4 separate regions of the Mus musculus genome follow, and all the other regions are linked to region 4. Evidence: chromatin contacts called from public HiChIP or PLAC-seq and Micro-C data. All regions are on one chromosome and are shown on one strand. The core of a region is the stretch at or near the end of the contact, and the rest is flanking DNA. Distances in the headings are between cores, read along the strand shown. Region 1 has its middle 39 kb from the start of A530046M15Rik. Region 2 overlaps Gm31711 (a long non-coding RNA gene). Region 3 overlaps Gm31711 (a long non-coding RNA gene). Region 4 holds the start of Inhba (inhibin beta-A).

Region 1 (2,772 bases), core at 95-2,594, 170 kb before region 4:
TGTTAAATGAACAGAAGACTCCTCTGGGTGTTTGCTGGAGATAGACCTAACATGTGACTCGCAGGAGCACGATGAAATCAGTCAGCTAAGATCTTCAGGATCCAAGGACTAAAGGACCTTAGAGTTTCTTCTCTTGTGTTGAAAGAAATAGATAAAGAGCGTTCTGTCTCACTAAACCGAAGTCTCTCTGACAACATAAACATCTTGTGCCTTTGCAGTAACTCCCCTTCCTGCTGAAGATACCATGGAGCCAGAGGAAGTCATTCTTTACTGTGTTTTTGAAATGACAGAATTTTCTTGGTTGTTTGGTGTGGTAGTTTGAATGAGATTGTCCCCCCTTTCAGTATCCTCCCCCTAATAGGCTCATATATTTGAAAGCTTAGCCACCAGGGAATGGAACTGTTTGAAATGATTAGGAGGATTAGGCATGGCCTTGTTGGAGGAGGTATAGCACTTGGAGTGAGCTATGAGGTTTCAAAAGTCCATGACAGGCCCAGTTTTGCTCTCTGCCTCTGCCTAAGGATGTAACTCTCTTCCCCTCCCCCTCCCCTCTTTCACCAAGGTCGTGCCCTCTCTCTGCTTCCATGGTTGCTCTCTTCTCCCTCCCAAGTGGGATTGAAGCATCCTTCAGCTTGTTAACCATCTTGGGTTCGGTGGATTGTATCCTAGGTATTCTGTACTTTTTTGAGCTAATATCCACTTATTAGTGAGTATATACCATGTATGTTCTTTTGGGTCTGAGTAAGGGGAACATGGGGGAGAGAAGTCCTGAGGGCCAGCAGAAAGAATGGAAATGGATGGGGTGGGGGGGAATCCTCTAGAATATACGAGAGGCCTGGGAGATGAAAGGCTCTTATGATTCAATGTTATTTTAGATGAAATGCCCAACAGTGGGGAAAGGTAACTTGTAGAGTCTACTTCCAGTGGACAGGGCATCAAGTGAAGGACTGGGGTTGCCATTCCACAGTCATAGTACCCTACAGGCATTCTTGGTGCTGGAGGAGCTGAAAGTTCTCCATCTTGATCCACAGGCAACCAGGAGGAGGAGGCTCTCTTCTGCAGTGGGTGGGGCTGGAACACTAGAAGACCTTAAAACCTGTCTACTCAGTGACACACTTTCTCCAGCAAGGCCATATCTATTCCAACAAGGCCACATCTTCTATTAGTGCCACTTCCCATAAGCCAAGCACATTTAAGCCACCATACATGCCAAACAGGCCCTTGCTGAGTGCTTGATTGAGCAGTTGCCCACTTCCTGAGTAGCATGCCAAGGCTGCTTTTACTTAGCCACTGCCTCTTACTGCTGAAAGCCTCTGTTGTGTCACATGATCTGAGACATCCTTCTGAGGCATTAGTCAGGCATCCAGGCTCCAGGCTCTGAGCTCTTCTGTAGGCCAGTTGCTAGGAGGGACCCAGAAGAGGCTGAAGTTTAGAGAATTCCTTCTCAGCTGCAGAGCTTGCAGAATTGTGCTACAGTCATTTTACAGATTGGTACTGCAGTGGTGGTTCTCATTTCATTTTCTTTTCTCCCGGCCCTCAGCTACACACTAGGAAGGAAGTGGGTGCACCCAGGTGACTGCCTTTGGTTAAACTGAGTTAGCCTGGTGTTTCATGCAATAGCTATGTCTCCAGGTGAGTGTAAAAGCTGGGGCTTTGGGTCAAGAGTTCATTTCCATGTCACAGGTGGCAGTTTAGGACTTGATGTGAAGTCATAGCCCTGACTTTTTTCAGACCAAATGTTAGATAAGGTGTTCCAGATCTCCTCCCCTAGGTACAAGTTTTCTACATGCCACTCACAGAGCTGGAGGTGGAGGGAGAATTGAAAAAAAAAGTAATAAGGGAAAGGGGGAGGAGAAGAAAGTAAGGAGAGCCCCCTCTGTTGTCACACAGAAACCAAGACTGGAGAGGTCTCTCTGTTAATATCATTATCTGTGACCAGCTGCTGCTTCTCTGTGACTGTAGTCCCTGTGCCCATAATGCTACCCTATTCTTGATGCAATTTCTGTGCCCTGATTGTGTCAGAGCCTCCACCTCTCTGCCAGTAACTCACGTGACCACAGACATCTACACCTTTAACTGCCTCGTGCAGATAAGCCTGGTGTTTCTCTCTGTGTCTTGGGCAAAATCAGAAGCCCTAACAAACTGCATCAGAGTACAGGAGAAGGCTGGTTCCTGCTGACGCACATACCCATCTCTGCCTCAACTGGGACGTTCCTGCTTATGTGTGGGATCCAACCTCTCTCTATCTCTCTTTCTCTCTGTCTCTGTCTCTCTGTCTCTCTCTCTCCCTCTCCATCTTTTTTCCCACCCCTCATTCACACATATTCTGTGGGTCTTCTTGAAGGAGCTTCTTCTGCCAGAGGAATCATTGTCCTTCATGTTTAGCTAGTTCAAATACGTCCTTCGTGCCAAGGCAGGACTTATTATTATTCTGCATTTTTATAGTCCAGCTCAGTACTGAAAAGGTAAAAGTTACTTTCTAAAAGTCTCTGGAATGAATGAAGGAATGGATTAAATACAATGGAGTCATTCAGTATCTGACAATCACAGTCAAGTTCTGGTGTCAGGAAAAGAGTTTAAGCTCTGGAATCAGACCAAGACATGTTTGAATCTTAGACCCAGAAGTGTTAAAATCACTGAGAAATGTGCACAGCCATACACAGAAAAGAACATGTAGGGACCAATCTATTTCCTATCTGTGTCTATTTTCCCTGTCTTCTATATACTATCTCTATTATCTCAGTTATCTGTTTCCATCTGTCTGCCTGTCTG
Region 2 (2,905 bases), core at 266-2,765, 190 kb after region 4:
CAGCTCTCCATGTGGCTGAGGATTCTTTATCAGCTTTCTTTGTCTGTAGCCTCCTTGCCTATTTTCCACTCTTGACTTCTCCATTCATGCCAGAGTTGCTTTGAGTCTTTCCATTTCTTCACATTCTCCAGTTTCATGACCACAGTCAGAACCATTGTCAAATGCATCCTATATTCATTGTTTATTCCTTATATATGGCTGGCTACTCTTGTCTGCATTTCCATTTGCTTCCTCGTCCTGCCTGCCTGAGAATATCAAGCACCTTAAAATTAATGTCTAAATCAACAATGGCAGTCCAAGCCAGCCTCCGCCTCTGCTGTCCTTCTTTCTGCATTAAGATATACTCAGTTTTAGGAGATTAACATCTCAAACCTTTAATTAAGGTAAATTTTCTTTTTCTCATTTGTAAAATCACAAATCTAACTAACTTTCTACATTTCCATGCCCAATCATCGTCAAGAGTTGTGGATCCTAGTTCCTTTTAATTAAATGTGATGTCTATACATATATGTAATTCTAATCTTCAGTCATTCATACTTGACTCCTTGACATGGCTAACAAAGTATCTCTTTAACCTCTCCCTTCTTGGCCTCAAAACATTTCCAACAGAACCTTGGGGCAAGTCTTTTTAGAAATTTAGGTGATAGTTTCGATACCTTAGTATTATACAGCCCCATGCATGACTTTATTTATGAACCAAATCTCTATGTAGTTACCTCTTATTCCCTTGCTTTGTTTCTTGACATGAAGTCACGTTTCTCTTTCATGATATATGTTTATACATATCTACTTTTCTCCATGAAGATTTTACAGAAGCTTCTAGTAGGATAACATTGACTTTCAGGAGCCCTGGGGTAGGTATGTATTTTAGCTTGATTCTGTAATCCTTGTGTGTAAGTTTCATTGGATAATTTGATTACTTGTCAAGCTTCATGGAGTCAGGAAGGTGTTTTGCTACCTTTGCTGTGCTGTTCCTGTGCTCAGCACTGACAGTATCGTGGCGGAAAAGAAAAGGATCCAAAGATCAGTTCAAAGAAAATCTAATGAAATGTCTTTACTTGGAAATACACAGAATCACAGAAAGTGCAGGCTGAAAATTGAGACAATTGGAGCAAGTGAGTCAGCACAGCCATTGTTTTGAGCAGACTAGAGGAGTTATAGGGTCTTTGAACTCTGATTTGGTGAATAGGTAATTTGTGAGGATGTAATATGGTTGGCGTTAGGTAAGAGAATATCTTTCCTTAAAACCTCCACAATAGTCAGTGTTACTATTTCAGCAATATTATTTATTCCTTTGCCATATGTGGCTTAACAGAACTCTAGTTTTCTGAAATAAACAAAACCAAAGATTCTGCTTCATTCTCTTCTCCAGAACTTTTATTTTGTGTAGGAGGAAATAATGTTAGCCTAAGTGGCTTATTTCAAAACATATGTGTGCAAATGTGATTCTCTCTCCTCTGCCTTGCTGCTCTGGCTTACTGGAACCGAGGCGACCTCGGCCTGACACAGCCCAAGGTCTGGTTTGTGTGATAGTAATGTTCTCTGACTATACAAGGCAAACGTAGGCAAGGCTCCTGCTCCCTAGTTATTCAGGAGCCTGTGTAATTTTCAAATCTTTTGTGTTACTGGTAATGATTTGGCAATCCAAACAATTTGATTTAAAAACTATCCCAGGCCATCTTACCCTTGTTAGCCTTATAGACGGAATACCCAAACCCAAACAAACAAAAAACCCAAATCAAACCAATCAATCTACCAACCAAGCAAACAAACAAAACAAACAAAACAAGCAAACAAACAAAACACTGCATGAGGAATGTCTTGCAGGCCAGTTAGATATGAATATAAATAGAAGATGTTATGTCATAGAGGAAGAAGATCAGGAATTTGCACAATTATAAGTCTCTGTATTCTGGACTGAGTTACTATTTCCAAGATTCTCAATATAGCTTCCTTAAACAAGAGGTATTACAGTATCCAAGTCACAAGGTGGTAATTTTACAACACATGGCAAAAATTGGTTAAGTTATCAAAATGCTTTACAAAGATAAAGTAATATATCTTTAAATTTGTCCAGTAGCTCTCCTGGCATTATCTACAACCTAACAGCAGTAGGGCTTGGAAATAGAACATTAGTGATGACTCAGTTTTTGAGGATAAACACGTGCGTCTCTATTAAAAATGTTGAATTTTCAGCGCGACTACAGGCTCTTGAGAAAACAATGCAGAGTGACAGCACGTTTTAGAGATTTTTGTCACTTAAAGATGAAATAATAATTAGAAATAGTAAAAAAAAAGGGGGGGGGCAACCAGAAATAAATGCGACAGTTTTCATTGAATAAGAATCATCTGGAACATAGGCTTAAATGACTCAGAGCCCCACAGTGATTAAATCTTCTCTACTACTCCCCATTTGTGAGTAAATGCTAATTATCTCTTTGTACATGTTCTCTGAAGTGGCATAATCATTAAACTACCAAATGAGGTTTCACAAACAAACAACCAGAGAAGTGACCCCCTAAAAGAGCTTGAGGAGAGGAAGTTGAACAGGTGTAACCACAACAGCTATGAGAAGAGGCTCATGACACAGAAACTAGTTCCCCAGCACATTCCTGAGGAAGACACAAAGTGATGTTCACCGTAACATTGTTTGGAAATTATGATAAAAATAGTTTCTCTAGTTTCCTGTGTCAAACCTCATATTCAAGGTAAAAATAAACTTTTTAAAGCAAGGATAACAACTGAATGGAACATGATTAGAAAGTAAGGGCTGGCCTCTGCGTGTAACCATGGGATGCTTCCCGTGGTTATTTTTCTTTCACATGCAGAGTAATATTGCCTTATAGACTTAAAAAAAATCCTTAAACTTTTAAAACAAACAAGCAAGCAAGCAAAGAAGAAACAT
Region 3 (2,762 bases), core at 117-2,616, 200 kb after region 4:
ATGTTTTAACTTATATGTTTCTTACTTATATATTGTGATATCTAATTTTATATTTTATGGGTTTTTGTGTATGTGAGTGTGTGTCCCTGGGTCTGTCTGTGTTTCTGGAGCTTTTTCTTTGACTTTTTTTCTTTTCTTTTTTCCTTTTTTTTTTTTTTGTTTGTTTTTGGTTTGTTTGTTTTTCTCCTTCCTTTCTTCCTTCCTTCCTTCCTTCCTTCCTTCCTTCCTTCCTTCCTTTCTTTCTTTCTTTCTTTTTTTGGTTTTTATTTTCAAGACAGGTAGCCTTGGCTGTCCTGGAACTCACTCTGTAGACCAGGCCGGCCTTGAACTCAGAAATCCACCGGCCTCTGCCTCCCAAGTGCTGGGATTAAAGGTATGCACCACCACTGCCCAGCTGTTTGTCTTTATTCTTTATTTTAGCTACCTGATTTTTTAAAAATGGGTGTGTGTGTGATTGAAAGGAGAGGAGAGGAGAGGAAGAGAGAGAGAGAGAGAGAGAGAGAGAGAGAGAGAGAGAGAGAGAGAGAGAGAGTTGGGCAAGAGGTAGGGAGGCTCTGAGAGGAGTTTGGGAAATGATGACCAGAATATAGTGTATAAAATCAATTTTCAATAAAAACAAAGACTAAAATGAAGGAAGTTAGGGTAGGATAAATTAGTCTTAGAAGGGAAGGGACTCTTCATGGATGAACAAGATACTTAATATAGTTAGTCAAAACAGTGTGAATGTTGCACATGGAGAGGCAGCATGTAAGAGGCATGATAATGAAACATAAGTCATACCATGTATGCATAGTACCATATAATAGCATGGTATATGGCCAGGCAGATGAAGAGCTATAGGAAGGGTGAAGTGAGAGAGGATCGTGAGTGTGGGTAAAGACTTAAACTTAGGACATAAGTTGGAGGTATTTCATTCAGATCTATGTCTTAGTTGGCATTGCCTAGTGTGGAGAATATTATCTAGTATATTAGGGAGAAAGACCTCTTGAGAAGTGATGTAAAAGAGAGGAACTATACTCACAGCCTATATAAATGCAGTGGTCTCTAGATGATTTTAGAAAGTAAGCTTGTTCATTAGTTGATTACAAGAGATGAGCAAGTCAGAGGGTAAATTCAAAGCACTTATCTTTAATGATCATATTTGCTGTCCAAATAATCAACACTGTCGAGAGTAGATACGAGGGAAGAAAATACTGAGTCCTGAAAGTGTCAGGCTATAGTTAATGTCAGTTCTCACTAGTTAAAATATTTATGAATCATTTGTGATTCATAACAAAAATCAAATGGTGAAGTATGACATTAGACATAACATATGGGTTAACATGGGTGACCTGTGGCTGGCCCAGGGCTCGGGCTGCTGGGCCAAGTTGGACAGGAAGTTTGACTACACACATTGGACTGTGAGAAGCCGCAGGACCCATAGCCTGGGACAGAAAGGGAAAGGGCTAGAGGAGAGAGCCCTGGCTGGTTCCGGCTAGGAGGAGAGTGTCCCTGGCTTACTCTGTAGAGTGGCTTGGCTTGGTGGAGACTATGTTGGCTGAGAACACAGAGAGGCTGCGTGTGGGAGATTGGGCACTGCTCTTTAGAGGAAGATCTGCTCCAAGAGACAGTCCATGGTTTTAAAGCATTTATTGCTATGGTCGAGAGTTGTGATGAGTGAAACTGTACCCCACTTTCTCAGGGCAGGCCGGAGGTTAAATACTTTTTGCAGGGAGCAGTCTCTGGGAAGGAGAGCTTAATTGACAAAGCCCTTCAGACCTTTAGGGAGCTCATTAACACAGAGATTTGTCTTGAGTTCACTTGAGCTGTAGTCACATCCTCTACCTGTGGAGGTGTGTGGGGAATTGCCCTATGTGAGGGATGGCCACAGAACTATGGAGAGCTGGGGCCTCGTGTCAGGAGCCCAGTGTCTGGGAACGTGGCAAAGAACACCAGCTAGGTCTCCAGGGTTTAAACATAGCTCAACCAGAAAACGGGCTGTCTCTCACAGTCCCACAATAGCATATTAAAAGAATTTCATTGATTACTTCCAAATATGTGCCTTTATAGGGCCATGGTGTTCATTGTTGTGGATCACAGTCATGTAAGATTCCTAAATCCTTTTTTCCTTTAGTGGCTTGCATACTGCCTTCGGATACTGTGAAAGCTCGTCTTCAGAGAATAGGCTTTGTGTTTTCTGCCTCATAGGACGATTGTTTTCTTACATGTACAGAACCTTTTCAGTTTTATGAGGAAATTATCAGTTGTTGGCCTTACTTCTTGTGTGAATAAAGTCGTGTTCATAAAATGGGAAAAGATTTCAACTTTCAAGTTTCACATTGGGGACTTTGATCCATTTAGAGTTAAAATTTATTAAGTATGATAGATAGATGGAGGTCTAATAGATAAGTGTCAAACCTATCTATTATAATATTATATAATAATATAATACTATATAATATTATAATGATGATATAATAATATGATATCACATAATAATATATAACAATTATATATTATATATCATATATAATACATGATATATCATGTATAATATATGATAGGTAAGATGCACCATGCAATTACAATAATATGGCTGTGTAAAACAAGACCTGAATGATGATACCACACATTAACATCCCTAAATGGTAGATGGGGAAAATGAACTGGCCTCCACATCTAGAAGAAAAGCAGTTAATGACTGTTGAGAGGTGAGACCTAGTTTTCCCTTGCAATGAGCCTCCTACATTCTTGTTCAATATCAAATAGTTATTTAAAAACAT
Region 4 (2,824 bases), core at 19-2,518:
TAGGAATCAGGGAGTTTGGGGTTAACCGTCTCTTATTTGTTGTTTTGGATACAGTTCAGAGCAATGTGAATGCCCCCCTTTCCAGTTCGGTTTTGAACTATTCATTCTTGTTCTAGCTTAGAAGCACACAGCCCCCTAGTTGGATTTTTGACTGCAAAGTGCCGCTCCATCTCTGGCCCAAATCCTGGTATCTAACATTTGGCCCAAACTAGTTGCAGGCTGTGGCCTGTAGGAAACAGACAGGTTTGCCAACCCCATACTCTACCAAAGCCGTTTGATGGGATGGTTAGACAGGGACTTCCACAGTTTACTGCAGCAAATATCATTCAGAGTCCTGCCCATGTTTTCTGGATGTTGTGCTGTCTCTTGTGGGGGAGAGGGTAACCCTAACCAAGGAGGCCAGGTCTTCCCCCCCCCCCCACCACCCCTTAAGCCCAGAACAACACGTAGCTGATGAGAACACCTCAAAGGTTCTTTTCATTTTTATAGTCACGTTTCATGTTTACTTTCCCAGCAAGGCAGGCAGAAATCATGAATTTTTTTTTTTGAAACAGATTTTTCATAGGAAGGAACCAAACACCCTGAGTTATCAGCAGCTTGTCTGTGCCTCTGAACCACCAGCCTCCTGTCATTCAGTTGAATCAGAGGACACTTGTCAGTCACCTGCTTAAGGTGTCCACATTCTCTGGCTTGCATGTTTCACTGAATCACAGGATCTGTGAGCAGCAGCTAACCACAGAGTCAGAGTCGTGGAAAACGGCTTCCTTTCCAAGCCTGTCTCCTTGCTTCAGGGATAGTGAGGGAAGAGCGATTAATAGCCTGCATGAAAGCTTAAGGACATACGGTTTGCTTGAGAGGAAAAGTGAATATTCTCACGACTTGATCTCTGCCAACTTTATATGGGCCCAGCTGCTGCACAGGGCAAACACACTAGTCCAGAGTTAGCTATGCCCCTAAGATGTGTGTCACCACAAGCCACCGGCCAGCACTGAAACGCAGGTTTCCCTCATCCACACAAAGGAGCTCTATCCTCAAAGGAACTTTGTTTCTTGACCAGCTCACTAATTGTGATTGAAAACACCAGCTCCCCAGCAATGCTCACGCATCCGAGTTAGCAGAAACAAGACAGGCCCTAATTGCTCCATTTACATAAAAGTAGAAACATACAACTTCTAAATATAAATCTCTGGCACATCTCTTCTTTTGCAATTACAGTAAAATAAGGTACCAGTTTCCCTCCGGGCTCCTCCTCACAGCAAGCTGCTCCCGGGGTTCGCTAGTGGCTGCTCCTCCAGGCAGCACCGGGCCAGCGTGGAGTTGGAGCTTTGTGAAGTAGCCAGTAAATCAGAACGCCTCCGCTAGGTGCAGAGCGCGGTGGCAGCGGGCCACTCTGCCAGTGCGGTAGTCGGTGGGACCGAACTCTACACTCGGGAAGGGGCAGTCTGCGGGTGCGGGGCCTGAGCTGCCGCTCGCCTCCGTTGGCCAGGAGACCGGCAGCCCCACTGCAGGTCCTGGTCCCTGACATTCCCTGGCACCGAGGGCTGGGATCAGAGATTCCCGGCTGCACTCACTGAACAGTGATTTTTTTTTTTTCTTTCCCCTCCCTGAATTCTTTAGCTGCCAAAAGGGGGGGAAAAATCAAGAGCTGCGCTTTTAAACGAAGTTGCCCTTGCTGGTGTTCAGGGTAAAAATAGAGGCGGCCGCTTGGACCAGCTTGGCCCCTGAGTCCAGGCGTCCCGCGAGCCGGGCTGGAGCTGCGCATTCGGGAGTGATCCCTGGAAACTGCCAGCAGGTGCTGCTCAAGGTACGGTGGCAAGCTGAAAAGGGACAGGGCCTGGGTGCAGGGAGTCTCCGCGGGAGGGGCAGGAAGTGAAAGAGAAACCAACCCCGCTCAGAGCTGCGCTGACCAGCGCACGCCCTGGGCCCTGGAATTCAGCTGGGAAACGCTGATCCTCAGCCCAGAATATTCCACAGAAGCATTTTAACCTACCTGCTTCCTCCACCACCCCCACCTGGATTTCCATGGAGGAGAGGAGGCTTTCCCAAAGTGGTTCCAGCTCTGAGGTTGGGGGAGATTCAGCTACGTCATAGCTGCTAGACTGGCTTAGCAGGTTGGCACTTTCAGGGTGTCAAAGGCCAACAGGGTCTCAGAGTGACCCTGTGTGAGGCGGCCCCTGCAGTCAGGGTCTTGAACATTCTTATGACACACATGCTTAAGAAACTACAGGGATGCTCCGAAATAACATTCTTTTGTGACCACTGAGTTTTGATCCTGAAATTATACATCCCACTTTATAGATGGAAACACTGAGGCTTGAGTTTAAATTAGGAGGGCGCCCCGGAGCTGGGGTCTGATTCGGGCACTTTTCTGTGCCAAGCCAGTCTACAATCTACATTCGGGTGCAAGTGGGACTTTCCCTGAAGTTATGTGTGAGGCAAGAAATGAGTTTAGATGCTCAGGGATTCTTATCAAACAGCATGGAAGTGCCTCTCTTCCAAAGGTTTATGTTCACCCCGGGGTTGGGGTTGGAATGGAAATGACTATCACTGATTATCTTTCTGTCTTTGCCACCCATATTCCTGTCATTTTCCCCTGCAACTTTATTTCCTACTTCAGTTCTCTTATGCGGATCTTAGAATACTCCTTCCCCTTGCCCCTCCCCTTCCCCCACATATAGCTAGCATCCACACTTTGAAAGCCCTCAAGAGAGACCCTTTCACAGACAGCTCCTGGTGTCATAAAGAAACCTTCCCCACTTCACATCAGGAGACCAGAGCCTCTACAGTTTGCTTATGGGCACAGTGAAAAGTTTATTTTATGCAT

The links. Hi-C and Micro-C count contacts between places; a contact is called where the count stands out from the background. HiChIP or PLAC-seq counts read pairs in DNA pulled down with a chosen protein or histone mark.
Region 1: an H3K4me3 HiChIP or PLAC-seq map of bone marrow-derived macrophages shows a contact between it and region 4, with 6 times the contacts expected there. The contact joins the enhancer-like site here to the promoter of Inhba in region 4. A contact is called at or near these places in 6 of 484 Hi-C or Micro-C datasets (the HPC-5 cell line, Th17 cells, bone marrow-derived macrophages and 1 more), 1 of 115 datasets of contacts at active chromatin or transcription factors (bone marrow-derived macrophages) and 1 of 9 other capture datasets (liver).
Region 2: a Micro-C map of granulosa cells shows a contact between it and region 4, with 3 times the contacts expected there. The contact joins the enhancer-like site here to the promoter of Inhba in region 4. A contact is called at or near these places in 1 of 39 promoter capture datasets (frontonasal cranial neural crest), 2 of 484 Hi-C or Micro-C datasets (the AML12 cell line and granulosa cells) and 3 of 115 datasets of contacts at active chromatin or transcription factors (bone marrow-derived macrophages, craniofacial prominence and stem cell-derived neural progenitor cells).
Region 3: a contact with region 4 is called in a Micro-C map of the HL-1 cell line, with 6 times the contacts expected there. The contact joins the enhancer-like site here to the promoter of Inhba in region 4. A contact is called at or near these places in 6 of 39 promoter capture datasets (the 3T3-L1 cell line, cranial neural crest, frontonasal cranial neural crest and 3 more), 8 of 484 Hi-C or Micro-C datasets (the AML12 cell line, the HL-1 cell line, adipose-derived mesenchymal stem cells and 3 more), 5 of 115 datasets of contacts at active chromatin or transcription factors (the NIH/3T3 cell line, cardiomyocytes, craniofacial prominence and 2 more) and 3 of 9 other capture datasets (adipose tissue, liver and pancreatic islet).

What each region holds. Positions count from the first base shown.
Region 1 is chr13:15,844,702-15,847,473 of GRCm38.p6, forward strand. It overlaps the pseudogene B230303A05Rik. Among named protein-coding and RNA genes, the nearest start is that of A530046M15Rik, 39 kb to the left of the region's middle. Within about 2 kb of position 1,345, at least 85 of the 459 cell types and tissues checked have an H3K27ac peak or open chromatin away from gene starts, as enhancers often do. A contact at or near this core is called in the HPC-5 cell line, Th17 cells, bone marrow-derived macrophages and 1 more, where this site is marked.
Region 2 is chr13:16,197,691-16,200,595 of GRCm38.p6, forward strand. The region is part of intron 8 of Gm31711 (a long non-coding RNA gene); the gene reads right to left. Among named protein-coding and RNA genes, the nearest start is that of Gm31711, 62 kb to the right of the region's middle. Within about 2 kb of position 1,516, at least 4 of the 459 cell types and tissues checked have an H3K27ac peak or open chromatin away from gene starts, as enhancers often do. A contact at or near this core is called in granulosa cells, where this site is marked.
Region 3 is chr13:16,215,140-16,217,901 of GRCm38.p6, forward strand. The region is part of intron 6 of Gm31711 (a long non-coding RNA gene); the gene reads right to left. Among named protein-coding and RNA genes, the nearest start is that of Gm31711, 45 kb to the right of the region's middle. Within about 2 kb of position 1,367, at least 11 of the 459 cell types and tissues checked have an H3K27ac peak or open chromatin away from gene starts, as enhancers often do. A contact at or near this core is called in the HL-1 cell line, where this site is marked.
Region 4 is chr13:16,010,583-16,013,406 of GRCm38.p6, forward strand. It overlaps Inhba (inhibin beta-A), which reads left to right and starts at 1,269. Exons shown (of 5, transcript NM_008380.2): 1 at 1,269-1,508; 2 at 1,618-1,804. It also overlaps the pseudogene B230303A05Rik.